2 separate regions of the Rattus norvegicus genome follow, and region 1 is linked to region 2. A link is a contact called in public Hi-C data. All regions are on one chromosome and are shown on one strand. Each heading gives the region's core, a stretch centred on a gene start, on an enhancer-like site or on the middle of the called end of the contact. The rest is flanking DNA. Distances are from core to core; before and after follow the strand shown. Region 1 overlaps Fto (FTO, alpha-ketoglutarate dependent dioxygenase). Region 2 overlaps Fto (FTO, alpha-ketoglutarate dependent dioxygenase).

What was found. Hi-C and Micro-C count contacts between places; a contact is called where the count stands out from the background.
Region 1: a contact with region 2 is called in a Hi-C map of liver, with 2.6 times the contacts expected there. The contact joins two enhancer-like sites. A contact is called at or near these places in 3 of 12 Hi-C or Micro-C datasets (kidney and liver).

What each region holds. Positions count from the first base shown.
Region 1 is chr19:31,790,983-31,798,229 of GRCr8, forward strand. The region is part of intron 1 of Fto (FTO, alpha-ketoglutarate dependent dioxygenase); the gene reads right to left. Among named protein-coding and RNA genes, the nearest start is that of Fto, 70 kb to the right of the region's middle. Within about 2 kb of position 4,304, at least 11 of the 93 cell types and tissues checked have an H3K27ac peak or open chromatin away from gene starts, as enhancers often do. A contact at or near this core is called in liver, where this site is marked.
Region 2 is chr19:31,757,729-31,764,238 of GRCr8, forward strand. All of the region lies in intron 3 of Fto (FTO, alpha-ketoglutarate dependent dioxygenase), which reads right to left. Among named protein-coding and RNA genes, the nearest start is that of Fto, 100 kb to the right of the region's middle. Within about 2 kb of position 1,368, at least 7 of the 93 cell types and tissues checked have an H3K27ac peak or open chromatin away from gene starts, as enhancers often do. A contact at or near this core is called in liver, where this site is marked.

The sequences.
Region 1 (7,247 bases), core at 3,054-5,553, 36 kb after region 2:
GACTTTTCTCAGGAGACCATCCACTGCTTTCATCTTGAAAAAAGTACAACAGCCCAAATCCAGGCTCAGGACCCAGGGCCCATCCTTATTCCAAGTCACAGACATGGCTCTACTCCAGCATCTCACCTCAGGTCGGCACCTCTGTATCCCACAGCAAGAGTCAGGACAGCTCTGAAACCATTCATTGAATCTGGGGTAGGGGAATCACTCTCCTAACTGACGTCTGCTCCTAACTCCTGTTCTTTTAACAACACATAATACAAAACACCGTTGAATCCATTTCATGACTCCCACTGGATTTACATTATAAGGCAACCCAGACCTGAGAGATAGCTTGGTCAGTATTGTACATGCCTCAAAAATATAAGGGCCTTAGCTGAATCCCATGAACCAACATTTTCAAACAAACAATGGCTTGGTATCTTGGAATCCCACAGCTTAGAAAGTGAAGGGAGATGTCTCACCAGGCTCACTGCTAACCAGTCCACCCTACGTTCAGGGGGAGACCCTGCCTCCAAAAGTTATTTTTTAAGATGAAGACACCCAGAGCTGTCCTCCTGCCTCTGTAAGCATACATGGACACACACGTGTAAACACACACAGAAGGAACATGAAAATCACGGGCCAAACATGAGAGCGCCTGAGGCGCAGGAAGGCCCAGGCAGAGACTGTGAACCAGAGGGAAGGGCGAGGCTCTACTGTGAAGAGGCCCAAGCCTGGTCTACCATCATTCAGTAGCTGTGAATCCCTCTGATGACTGCTCCATTTGCAAACCAAAGATAGTGCATGTTCTAATGCGCAACAAAGATTTAGACAGTGCCTACTATATGTCAAACACCATTTGAATCTAGGATAAAGATGGTTCCCTCATACAGTCTGCACTAGAGGCAAGAAAGAGAGAAAGGCCTAAATAAATATACAGTGACCTATGAAGTGGGATTGGATATTACTACATGGAAATAATATCTAACAACAGCTAACTATTCCAGTATTATTTAGTCACACTATCTCCATTTATAGGGGAATAAATTAAAATTCTGAATGACGAAGGCATTCATCCAAGGTCAGTGTGTGGCACGCCATGACTGGAAGCTAACAGTAGAGGTTCATCCTCCACCACACTAAATGGTTCCGTGGAAACAGACTCCGGTGCCGGTCAGGGTGACGGTGCTGGTCAGGGTGGCACACACCTGCAATAGCAGCAGCACAGGGAGGCAAAGACAGGGGAACAGTGACTTGAGACAACCACATAGGAAGGTGACCCGCTGAGGAAGAGGACTTGCTGCTCCGGGAGAAGACCTGAGCTCAGTTTCCTGCACCCATGTCAGGCAGCTCACGGGTGCCTGTAACTTCAGCTCCAGAGGATCCAATGGCCTCTTTTGGCCTCCATGGACACCTGCATTCGAGTGCACATACCCCTAAATAGACACACAAATACTTTAAAATATATTTTTAAAAAATTAAGGGTTGTGGGGAACAAGAGCCTGGTTGCTCAGTGAAGACCAAAACAAGAGGCTTCAGGTGAGACTCAATCCCAAGAGGCTGAGAGCGGAGTCAAATTCTGGGACCGGCCAAGCTCTGAGGAAGACCCAGCCTGGGGGCTCTGGGGACAAAAGGAAGGCTATTAGTCCAGCAAATGTGGACTGCAACAGACTGCAGGTGGTCCTCAGTGATGTGAGAACTGGGTAAGTAGGGCCTGTTCACCAGCAAAGAAGGACCTTAGCTCATAGGCAACTTGGAGCCACTGAGTATCTTAAGCATAGAAGTTATACAATTTCATTTATAATTTTAACCCATGAATCCAACTGAATGGATTACAACAGTGTGTGAAAATCTAAGGCAGGTGAGCAGGTATGAGATAAGAGTGACCTGGTTCATTCTTATCCCTCTTAGAAGCAACGGAAGGAAGAAAAGCACCCGTATGCAACCCCTCCACCAGGATTACACAAGAGTAAAAAAACACCAGCAAAGCACCCGACACAATATAGATACTCTCCCTGGAGAACATTCTCTAATAAGGGGATTGGGACCTGACTATAAATTATAACCAAATGATTAGGCCTTTTTCGATACCCCTGCCCCCATTTCTCCAAAGAAGCTGATGCCTTGGAGAGCAGCCTGAGAGTGTACCAACCTCAGAACACAATAGAGAATTGATCATTAAAGGAGCTGGACTGTTAAATTAAAAGCGATTCTGGGTGCCAAGCTGCAGCACAAAGGAATCAGTCTTCTCAAACAATAAGGACCAGTCTGCAGAGCCTCTGTTACACAATCCCCTCCGCTTCACCTTAAGGCACTTGGCTGGGATCTTTTTTAATAGAAAGGACAAACTCTTGAGTAAATGTAATAATTGTTTCAATGATGCACCCCAACCACCCAAGAAGTTAAAAAAAGAAACTGGCAAATTGGGAGTCTTCTATTACATGACCGCTTAATTGCTGCCTCGCGTCTGCAGTCTACCCGGGTCAGCAGCGAAGGAAGCTGCTCTCTGGAGCTCCAGACACACGCAAGCGAGCACACTCGGGCAAAGGCTCGTGGTGGGGCCACGACGGAAAGAAAGAGTGCCTGTTGCCCACGGGGACAGGGGGGGGGACGCCTTGCTCTGGAGCAGGCTTCCCTTACAAAAGTCCCCAGCAGCCGGTGCCTGCAGCAGGAGCACCCACCTGCCCAGTCTCTGCCATGTCTGCAGCACTCAGTGTCTAATTTCCCAGCAAACACCAGGAGCAACAGCAATCACGGTGGTTTAAGCTGAGCATTTATTATTACTGAAACAGATCTGGAAAAACAAAACAAGACAAGACCTCCCCCCGTTGTTGTTGTTTTTAATAAAGAATAAGGGTCAGAAGGACCAATCAGCTGTTGGAAGCTGCCTGATCTTACAAAGGACCGGGGTTCGGATCCTGCCATCCTCACGCTGCCTCACACCCACCTGATGCGTTCTTCTGATCTCTGTGGGCCCTGCATTCAGGTGGTGCACAGGCACACATGTGGACGCTAACACCCCTACACACAAAACAAAACTAAATACAAGTTTAAACGCTAAATTTTTAAAAATGATAAACAAAGCCTAACCCTAACCCTAACCCTAACCCTAAACCCTACGCTAAGAAATGAAGAATAGGAAAGAAATACTTTTCTCCTTTTGATGGCTAAGCTCCAGGATGGAAAAGAAATTAGCCTTGAAGAAACAAACACTAAAACTCTTCTACCCTGCGTTGCTGTTGAACTCTTCCTAATTGGTCTCTAGTCTGGGGGTTTGGCAAAGGTTCCTCATGATCGATACTCTTCTAGTAACGTTAGTATTTGCCTGTTTTACTCTGTGCTGGAAGAGAATGCATGACCTTGCCTGTGGACACTCAGGAGAGAAGAGCCATCCGGATCAGGGATAGAAAGGAGAACCCAATGTCACTGAGTCACCAAGTTTGGATGGACACAGGAGTAAGCCCTGGTGACTCTAGTTCATATCAATTTACCATCTCTAAGTTGTTAAAAGGCCAGGTTCTAAATGATAATCAAGGGAAGGGTATGCTAATTAGCCTCACTTAACCATCTCACAATATATGCAGGTACCAGATATAACATCACGATGCGCTCCATTTACACAATCATTTGTTAATTAAAAAACTACCATTATAAAACTAAATAAAGTAAAAATGAAAAAAATAAGCTGACCCTCGTCAAGGTTCAGTGAATTATCAATGAAGCCCACTCAAATACCCCCGCCTCAATACCTGAGGAAGACTGGATCTTCCTCATACGCCTCCAGCAAAACAATACAGCAGAACAACTAGATACAACATCAGCTCCGAGAACCCAGCTTTTACTGTGCTAGACAATACAAAGATTTGCTAATATGTAAAAACAGTCACTCTTTCTGATACATTTTGGTATTGGAAAACTTATTTTTATATAAAAAAAAGTCACAGTCCCTGCTACTATTAAATGAATAAAGTTATTTTGTGATTCAGTAGCTGCCAGCAGACAAGCTTCTACAGAAACAAGAGGTTTGGGGATTCTAAATAAACTTTAGTACAAAAGGGCTGGGAAAAAAAGTTTGAGAACTCTAGACTAAAGAAAATGTACAATTAGCTGCTTTCACGTACACACACAAAGTACATGCATACACATGCATACAAACACATAACAAGCACATGTACACATGTGTACATACATACACATTGTCGCCCTGCAGAAAGATGATGAAATGAATTTCTTGGGGCTTATTGTATGATCTGTTAGAGCCCATGCCTTACTAATCTGCATGTCTGATTTACTCAGAACCTCTCTTCCTCCTCCTCAGCAGGCAACCACAAATTCCACTGTGATTTCACAACCCTCGCTTAAGCAAACTGCAAGGCTGTGGCAGGGAGAAGCTCATCCAGCCTGGCAAACAGGGAAGAGCTCAACTCCCAGGCTTTCCCTCCCTGGGTCCTTTTCAGATACTAAACCCACAAAACACTGCGTTAGTTTGCTCAAAGCAAATAGTTAATTTGTCCTTTCACTAGAAATCAAAAGGACAAAGTCACAGACACAGGCTTCTGCTTCAGCCCCACATTGACCCTCTACCTTCCCCCTTTCCCAAGCAAGTGGATGTCAAAGCCATGCAGAATCAACAGATCAATCAATCCATAACAAATATTTATACTGCCTACATGAAAAACAGGAAAAGAAAACTAACAGTGCGGGTAATAAAATAAAAACGCCTCAGTAAATAGTGCTTTAAGAAGTCTGAACAAAGGAGAGAAGAACCATGTGCCAAGGTGATGAGGAGAAGAAGAAAGCAGAAAACAGATCGACAGGTAATAGGGCGGCAGAGCTAAAAAGTCAGTAATCAAAGCCGCTGATCAAGCATCAGTGATTAGACCTTTGGCTAACCGTCGGTTTCAGCAGGGGAGAGCGGGAGATAAGGCGGGGATGACAGACCGTGCCCTGATATGGAAGGTCCAGAGAGTCTGGCTGAGGGGTCTGGATTCCGTCCTGAATGTAATAAGCAGCCACAAAAGGCTTTTGAGAAGGACAGGAACACAGTGAAGGCATAATTTTGTTGAGTGAGTGACTGAGAGAGAGAGAGAGAGAGAGAGAGAGAGAGAGAGAGAGAGAAAGAGAGAGAGAGAGAGTCTGTTTAATTTGTTGCCCTGTGTTTTAACTCTAATATATTTATAATATGGTTCAGTTCAAAGGAACCAAGACTGGAGGTCAGAGGGCCAGACCCTGAGAAGACCACTGAGAAGGCACAGGGAGGCAGGAGTTGGGCCTGAACCAGGGGGTGGAGACCAAACTGTAGCCTCTAGAGCTCCGGGAGCCAGAGGGGACAGTAATGAGCACAGTGCCTCAGTGACACAGAACAAAGGAGTCAACAGCACTGACCACATACTTAAACAGTACCTGCTAGCTATTTGCTATGCTGGGAAAGAAACAAAATGCTGGTTTGCAGCCAAGGCTCTGGGTGAGTATCAGCCCTCACCAGGCCCGGGGCCCCATACAAGAGACTCAGAAGGTAGAAAGAAAATAATCACCATGGTGAGGCTTGGGCTTTCTCTGCAAAGTAGTTGTCCAAACACTGGATTTTCAGCACAAGGCCAGAAAAGGCCACAAAGTCATTCCATTTAAACACCACTTGTCATGGTGGCACCTTCCTTTTTTCTGGCTGTCTCTGGCTTTACCACAGCTGTCTGTCTTCACAAACAGACTGTACTGATGATGGCTTCCCGATTCCTATCCTGCCCACATGTGGCAGATGTGGGGCTCCTTGACAAGCTAGTCCAAAACATTGCTTCAGAAGCCCGCCTCTAGAGCTTAGCTTCGAGTCCATGCCTCTGTTCCTTGGGAGGCTGCTATACAGAAACAACCTCTTGTCACAGCTTCCTGTACCCAAATCCATACATGCACCATCGACAGACACAGATGTGAGCAGAGGCTTGTGGGCAGAAGCAGGAGCAGCAAAGTGGGAGGCGCTTCAAAGTGGGGGCTGGAACTCACAAAGAAAGCCCTGCTCAGAGCAAATGTTCTTAACCCCAGCACTCGGGAGGCAGAGGCAGGCAGATATTGTGAGTTTGAGGCGAGCCTGGTCTACAGAGTGAAGTCTAGGTCAGCCAGGGCTACACAGAGAAACTCTGTCTCGGAAATCCAAATGATATGTATGTGTGTCCTCCCAGCATGAGTGACAAAGTCCGAGAGACCCCAGCTTGTAACATCTTCCCGTTAAGTTCCCTACAGTTCATCATGGAGTCAACAGGGGAAGCTCCTTAGCCACCCTAGGTGATTAAAACCACACCTTACATTTATTGGGGGCCAAGAAAATAAATACAAGCAGAGTTATTCCTAGGAGCTCTCGTTTCATCTTTCGGCAGACACAGGAGAGCGGAGGGCACTATGCCAGCTGTAGGAATAAGAGAATCAAAGCAAAGATATGGTAAACAGGCTCCCTCCAGTCACGGAGCACAAGCTAATGGCCCGACAAAGTATTTCTTGCTTTCAACTTATTTCCAGCCTGTTCAGTCTTCTGTCAGTTAATTCTGATCGTGCTCTGTAAATGATAAAATTGTTGGCATAGAAATAGTGGGAGCCTAGAAGGGCTTGTAAAACCACAAAGAATTAAATGGAGCCTAACTTACAGCCATGGAGAAAATTAAAATCCCATGTGTAACTTTTCTTCTCCATTTTAACCCAAGATGTGGTGCCGAAGCCAGGCTCTCTGTTGATGCTTGCTCACTTCCAACACACACAGTTCTGATACCAAGTGTCATCCAATGCAGGCAGCTACTCATTTATTTAAGGTAGAAAATTAACAGTGCTATGTTTACAAACCTTCACTGAGCCCTTACATAAGCGCTCGGACGTGTTTGTATTACACGCTGCTCGGGTGTGAAGAAGCTCGGAAGCAAGTTAATATAAACCTATCCTGAGCCAATGTGCAGAAGGAAGCCCTGAGAGACCCAGGGTAAGCTTTGACCTTCCCAACTTTCTCTGGGAATGTACAATCCATCACGTACAAAAACACAGTGGAGGCGTGAGGCGTTGGTAAGTACCCGTGTTAGTGAGAAAGTCTGCTAATTATTACACCAAATGGGCACAGTGAACAGGCCATGGCCACGGAGGGGCATGTTTCAGGGCATTAAAGAGCTGCATAGGGTGGAGAGGAATACATCACACTATGCCCATTACCAATACAGCTTCCCTGACACCCAGAAACCCAGTCAGCTGGAGCGACCTCAGTGTTCCCTGGCTCAGCTGACAGAACACAGAGC
Region 2 (6,510 bases), core at 118-2,617:
AAGCAGCAGAGGATTACCATCTGATCCACCTCTGTGTACACAACAGGCCCCGAGGAGTAAAAGCACAGACCAAAAACTATTCAGAGTATTCCTAAAACAATGGTGGGAGCAACCTAAATGACTGTCAGTAAGGACCAAGTAAGCAAAATGCGACCTAATTTTGGTTTCTGTTGTGTGACACACACCATGACCACAAGTAGCTTAGCGGGGGGAAAGGATTTATTTCAGCTTACACTTCCAGGTCACAGTCCACCATGGAGGAAGTCAGGGCAGGATCAAGTAGGAAGTACAGCAGAAACCATGGGGAAATGCTGCTTGCTGCCTGGCCCACTGTCTGATGTTGGCTTAGTTAAGCTTTCTTATACAACACAGGACCATCTGCCTAGGCATGGGATGGATACTCCCCCACATTAATTATCAATCAACAAAATGTCACACACTCACGCCCACAGGCCAATATGATCTGATCTAGGCAGATCCTCAGTTAAGTGTCCCCTTTCCAGGCAACTCTAGGTTATGTCAAGGTGACAATAAAAACTAACCAGGGACCTGGGCATGGTGGCACACACACGTTTATCTTAGCACTCTATGCAGAAACAGGGAGATTTCTTTTTTTTTTTTTTTTGTTCTTTTTTTCAGAGCTGGGGACCGAACCCAGGGTCTTGCGCTTCCTAGGCAAGCACTCTACCACTGAGCTAAATCCCCAACCCCGGGAGATTTCTATATGTCTGAGGCTAGCCTGACCTACACAGTGAGTTGCAGGCTGGGTAAAGGTCCATGATAAGAAACTGTTTTAAAACAAAAATAAAACAAGAGCCAAAAGCTAACCAGGATAGTGATATACACTATATGTAAATATATACTGTATGTATTATGTATTACACACACACACACACACACACACACACACAATGAAGTGACTCGTATTCAGACATAATAAGGAATAGAATTCTGAAAAATATTCTAACGCACAATTATTAAGAAAGAATGTTCAATAAAGTAAATGAAGAGGGCATGATTTTCAGCACACAAGACACCTAGAGTAGTTAGATGTTAGAGTGCAGTGTCTCATAGACAAAAGTCAGGAAAGAGACCAGAGTCTGACATCAACAGAAGAGACCGATTACTAGCACACGCGGCAAGAGGACGTTTGTCTCCGAAGAGAATGGAGGAGTCTGCGAGGTGGGGGGTGGGGTGGGGGTGGGGAATCTAGCTGGAACATTTTGTGGAGGCGAATGAGGGGCCTGAGAACGAGAAATGAATGCAGCCACGGGGGGGGGGGGGGGGGGGGACACACACATGCAGGCCTGTGGTCTCCCCTGCCCGGAACTGCTTGCTAAAGCAAGGCAAGCTCAGCAAACATTCCTCTGTGGCTGACTGATAACAGTCGAACGAACAGGGCCAGCGGTAACCTCACAGGAATTTTGTTTTCACAACTGAGGCACCCTACCAAAATCGATACAGACAGACAGGAGAGCCTGGTTAACTAGGGGATGAAGGAGGAGAGGCTCAGGGGTTTGTATGGAGAAATGGAAGCTTTCGGACAGTGGTAACCTCGATGCGCTGACTGAATGACCATATAATTTAAATAATTATGTAACAGCCTCATGCATAATAATTGTGCCGTAACAGAGAAGAAAGGAAAACAGGACTGAACTAATGATACTCAAAAACTATGGAAAAACCTCAAAATAATTATCCTAAGTGACCTAACTCAGGTCAAAAACATTTTAAACGAGTATATACAATTTTCACTTGTGCAAACTTTAGGAAAGGACAACTAGTAACAGGAAGCAGTATTGCGGGACTTTGGCAGACCTACCTGTGGAATAGACAGATAAGGCACAGAGAATTTCACAGTGTAAAGCTTTGGCCTTTTGCTGGAGCAGTTTCCCATCTACTATCTGAACTTAACCGGACTATTCTAGCACTGTGACCCGCCACAAGACCAGCTCTTCACCTCCCTGGACTGCTCTGATGCAAGTCCACTCCCTTACAAGTCTCTCTTGATTCTCTTCGCTTGCTTCAGCTTTCTTCTCTGTTTCACTCTCTCTCCCTGGAAGTTCCGCCTTCATACTTCCTGCCTCAGCTATTGGCCTTTGGTTCTTCATTACAACCAATCAGCAGCGAGACAACACCTGATACATCTCTTAGATTGCCTCTCCATGGAGGGCTGTCTGATCTCTTAAGTGTCTAAGCAGGTGTGCAAAGACAAGTATTTACAAATATAAAACTGATAATGGACCCCAGAAACCATAATATCAAAATCTTGCAGCATTAAGCTCTTTGACAGTATAGAATTCACAAGTGAAAATACAGGGACACAGCTTCACACAATGTGAAGTAGTCACCTTAACACAAGATCTGTGGACGCCCACAGACAGCAACAAGGATTCACCCAGGGCACAAACACAGTCCTGGGGCCACAGTCCATCTTCCCTGACTATGACGATGGCTTCCACACCAGGGAGTTAGAGCATTACAGTATAGAGAGACTCCTGAATTGCATTTAACGAGACTAAAGCTACCAGGATAGAGACTTCTCCACCCTTGCTGCCTCAAGCCTTCCACTGACCTGGGCCTCCCCTGAAAGTCTTCTTCACCGACACTGTTGTCCTGTCATTCACATGGGGTGCTATCCTGACAGGACCAGCAACTCTACCTGCTCTACTGCTGCCCATATCTGGGCTGTTGGGTAAACTCTTCCCACTCTCCTTCCTGTTCTCAGTGCTGCCTCCTTTCTACTCACAATCCTGTGACTGACTCCTGTCTCACTCCAGGTTTAAGCCCGGTACTTTCTACAGTAACAGAACAAGGCCCAACCCTTCCTTCCACATTCTCAACAGAAGCAGCTATTTCTGTCTCGCTCACTGTTGCATGCCGAACGACTAGAAGACTGCTTGGCATACAGGAATGCATACCGACTACTGAGTGAACACAGGACAACTTCCTAGATGGTAAGAAGTGGGTAGGAGCACCCAACGTCTACAGAACCAAGCAAGTTCTGCAAAGATGTCAAACATGCGTCAAATCAGTTCCGAGACCTAAAACAGAGACACTAGGAGGTGAGAACAACAAATAGTAACACTTTGAAAACCGATCAACGCTTCGCAACCTCTACCTTCAATTACAAGCTGGTTTTTCATCAAGTTAACCACAAACTATGGAGTCTGAGCCTACTCACTGCATGATAAAGATTTAAGAATCAGCTGCACAAATTACACCCTCCAAGTGATATACCTTTCCCCACATAGGAGCCCTGACGTCAGAGGAAGTCACTGCAGAGCCTTAACTTTCTAGACTATCGCAAGTTGCACGGGGAGCATGGCTTAGCCTCCTTAGTCCTTCAGAAATTTCCATCCAGAAACTAAAGATGAGAATCCATTACACTGGGCACTAGTTAAAAATGTATGGGTCGCTTTTCCTGTAAAGTCAATGTGACAGGGAATTGCTCCTTCCATAAATTAAAAAAAAAAAAAAATTGGTAATAGGGAGATGGAAAGATGGTTCAGTGGGTAAGAATCCTGGTTTTACAACCATCAGGACCTGAGTTCAAACCCCCAGTGAGCACTTAACTGCAACCTCAGCATGAGGGCAATGAGCTCACTGAGAGACCTTGTGTCCAGGCAGTGGGGGACAGGAATACCCACTGACCTTCACTGCCCTCCATATGCCCACGCACAGCCTGCACACCCACCTGTGGAGTGTATTTTTTTTTTAATTTTTTATTTTATTCCGGTTCTTACATCTATCACCCTCCTCCACCCGGATCCCTTCCAGCACCCCAAACCAGGTAGGAAAGAAAGAAGGTTAGAGGGAGAAGGGGGCGCTGAGTTCTCTTTAGACTACTTCCCACTGATGAGGGGCACTGAGTCCCTGGGGGCGAGTCCAGTCTTCATCTAATCGTTTCCTCTCACCTCTTTTCTCTCGACCACTTGAGAACCCAACAAGAGCAGCAGTGGAACAGGAGCAGGGACCAGCAGGAGAAGCAGCTGCCGCCTTGTTCCAAGTGCTCTTGTCCCTCTCTGGCAAATCTATCCCCTTTCCAAAGTCACCCAGAACTAAACCATCTGCAGCTGGCAAAGATCACACCCTTCTAGTGCAGGAGACAATCACAGGGAACCGTGGTGGGCACACCGAAGCAGCCCCATATCCCACGCCTGGGATAAAAAAACAGAGCATATCCACATAACATAACTGGGCTTTTAAAGAGACCAAACCTCTGCGGATGCGCATGCACACGCTGCACACATGCACATGCGGGCGCACTCCTGCACAAAAGGATAACCAACAGCTAAAGTCTGAGTGGCATCTTTGAAGGAGTTTCAATCAAAGAACAAGATGTTGGACAATATTAACTATAAGTTTTAATGCCATCCCTGCTAAATTTCTTTTTTTTTTTATAGCTAAGGAGTAACAAGCAATTGCCACCAAGCCTGAAATATATGAAAATCAAATACTCTGCCTATTTACATATGGTTCCCCAAAGCCATTCCTGATTAAAAATTGTACCATTTCAATCTTCCTTCTCGAGATATCTATTAGCGGAAAATGCATGTGAAGTCCAATGAATTTAGAATATAATTACACGTATCCTATACAAATTACTTCTCAATGGCTTCTTCTCATGAAAATAGACCAAAGAGTAATGATCAGCTCATTTTAAATATACAGGAGACTCCCTGGGAAAGGGAGTGAGAGCAAGTCCACAAAGACCTTAATCTGCAGCTCATTCAAGTTTAGAAGGAAATAATCACTTCTGATCTGAACTCCCAATGCACCCTGGGAAGTGCTCCACGGGTAAGCTGCACTCTCTGACTGGTGCCCTCACTGAGCAACTGCAGCCCTGGTGGAGCTGCTTCCTGCCTCCCCTCGGAGGTAGAACCAGGTGATCCTGAGGGTCCCTTCCAAGTCCAAAGGGCATCTCTCCACAACTGCGATCTCAAGAGCACACCTGCCTCAGCCAGTCTTCCTAGACAAGGAAAGGTGTCAACATGTCCATAGGTCCCAAGACTGATCAAAACACCTAACATCTTTACCAAGGAATCCTTTGACGAGATGTTTCCTCATGCTGTAACCTCTCTAGCCCTACTGAACCCAAAGCTCTCTTAAAGTCCACCCTTACTGTGGTTCTAGTGAAGATGGAGAGGCCATTCCTCACTTGGAAGAACTGTGGCCACCAGGACACTTCAGGCCCTTGGTGTGCATACCCCCTTCTCTAAACCACACAGACACAGAGAAGGTAGAGGAGGGCTCCATTTCACAGAGCATACACATCCAACCCAGTGAGTCCCCAGAGTATACGTGCCGGATAGAAAGTATGCACGTGGAGGAGAAGCACAGATGAAGGGAGGAGGGAAGGAGCCAGCACCAGAAGGGAAGGCTGTCAGAACATTCCCTAAACCTCTCTAGAAGCTAGATACCCCAACATTTTGAAAGCCATGTTCCTGGAGCAGCTATACTGTTCAGACAGAGCGTGGGCCTCAGATGCAGGCCCATAAGCCACTCAGCTCAGGAATAGACCCTGAAAGGCCAAAGGTCTCCGGCCTGAATCCTAACCCTGTAACCTAGTAAATATACGAACCACACAATCATTTATGATCATTACCTGGGGATATGGGCATGACAGGATATGCTGTTCTTGCAAGGTGGCAGCATCACAGGCTTGTTCACATGCTTTACTTAGTAACTCACAGCGCTGTGCTATTACAAAGTCACTACATAATAGAAAAATTTCAGATCCATTACAAGTTAGAGCTAACATCATCTACGTGGCCCCTGATCAAAACAACCTTTCGGTCTACATTATTCACAGGGTAATGTGGACAAGATGAAACTGGCTAAAACACACAAAGTCCTTAGAGTGCCTGGCCACAGCAGGCGCTCAGTGAAGAACCCCCACGTGCTGTCACTATTATTTGATGGAGCCTGGGCATCTTGGAGATTAGGAGAACAGAGGAATTACACCGCTCTGTTCTTACACACTGGAATTCTGCAAGTCTCTATCACTCTGCATGTAAAAATATTTCTTTAAAAGTGTTTTTTAGTATGACTTTATTAGTGTGTGTGTGTGTGTGTGTGTGTGTGTGTGTGTGTGTGTGTGTGTTTGCGCATGCCTCGGCCTTTATGTAGAGGTCAGAGGGCAATAACTTGCAGGAGTCAGTTCTCTCCTTTCCACCCTGTGGTCCCAGGGATCGAACTCTGGTGCCTTTACCTCCGGAGCCACTTTGCCAGCCCAACAACGCTATGTCGGTACAATGTGCGTTTTTCCTCTTTCCCAGTCACAGACACTCCACAGATGCTACCTGTTAACGTTTTAAACTCCTGCCTCGGTCACCCGTGACAGGGAACTAACTACAATGGAGCCATCAGACTGCGGCCTGGGAACAGGGCGGCAGCAGGGAGCACCAAGGCAGCTCTGTGGTCACCTGCACTACCACAGGCTCTGCAGCAGGGTCTGCAGCTGCCACCTCAGGAGCTAACCAGCTCCACGATTCCTGTGGAGGTCTC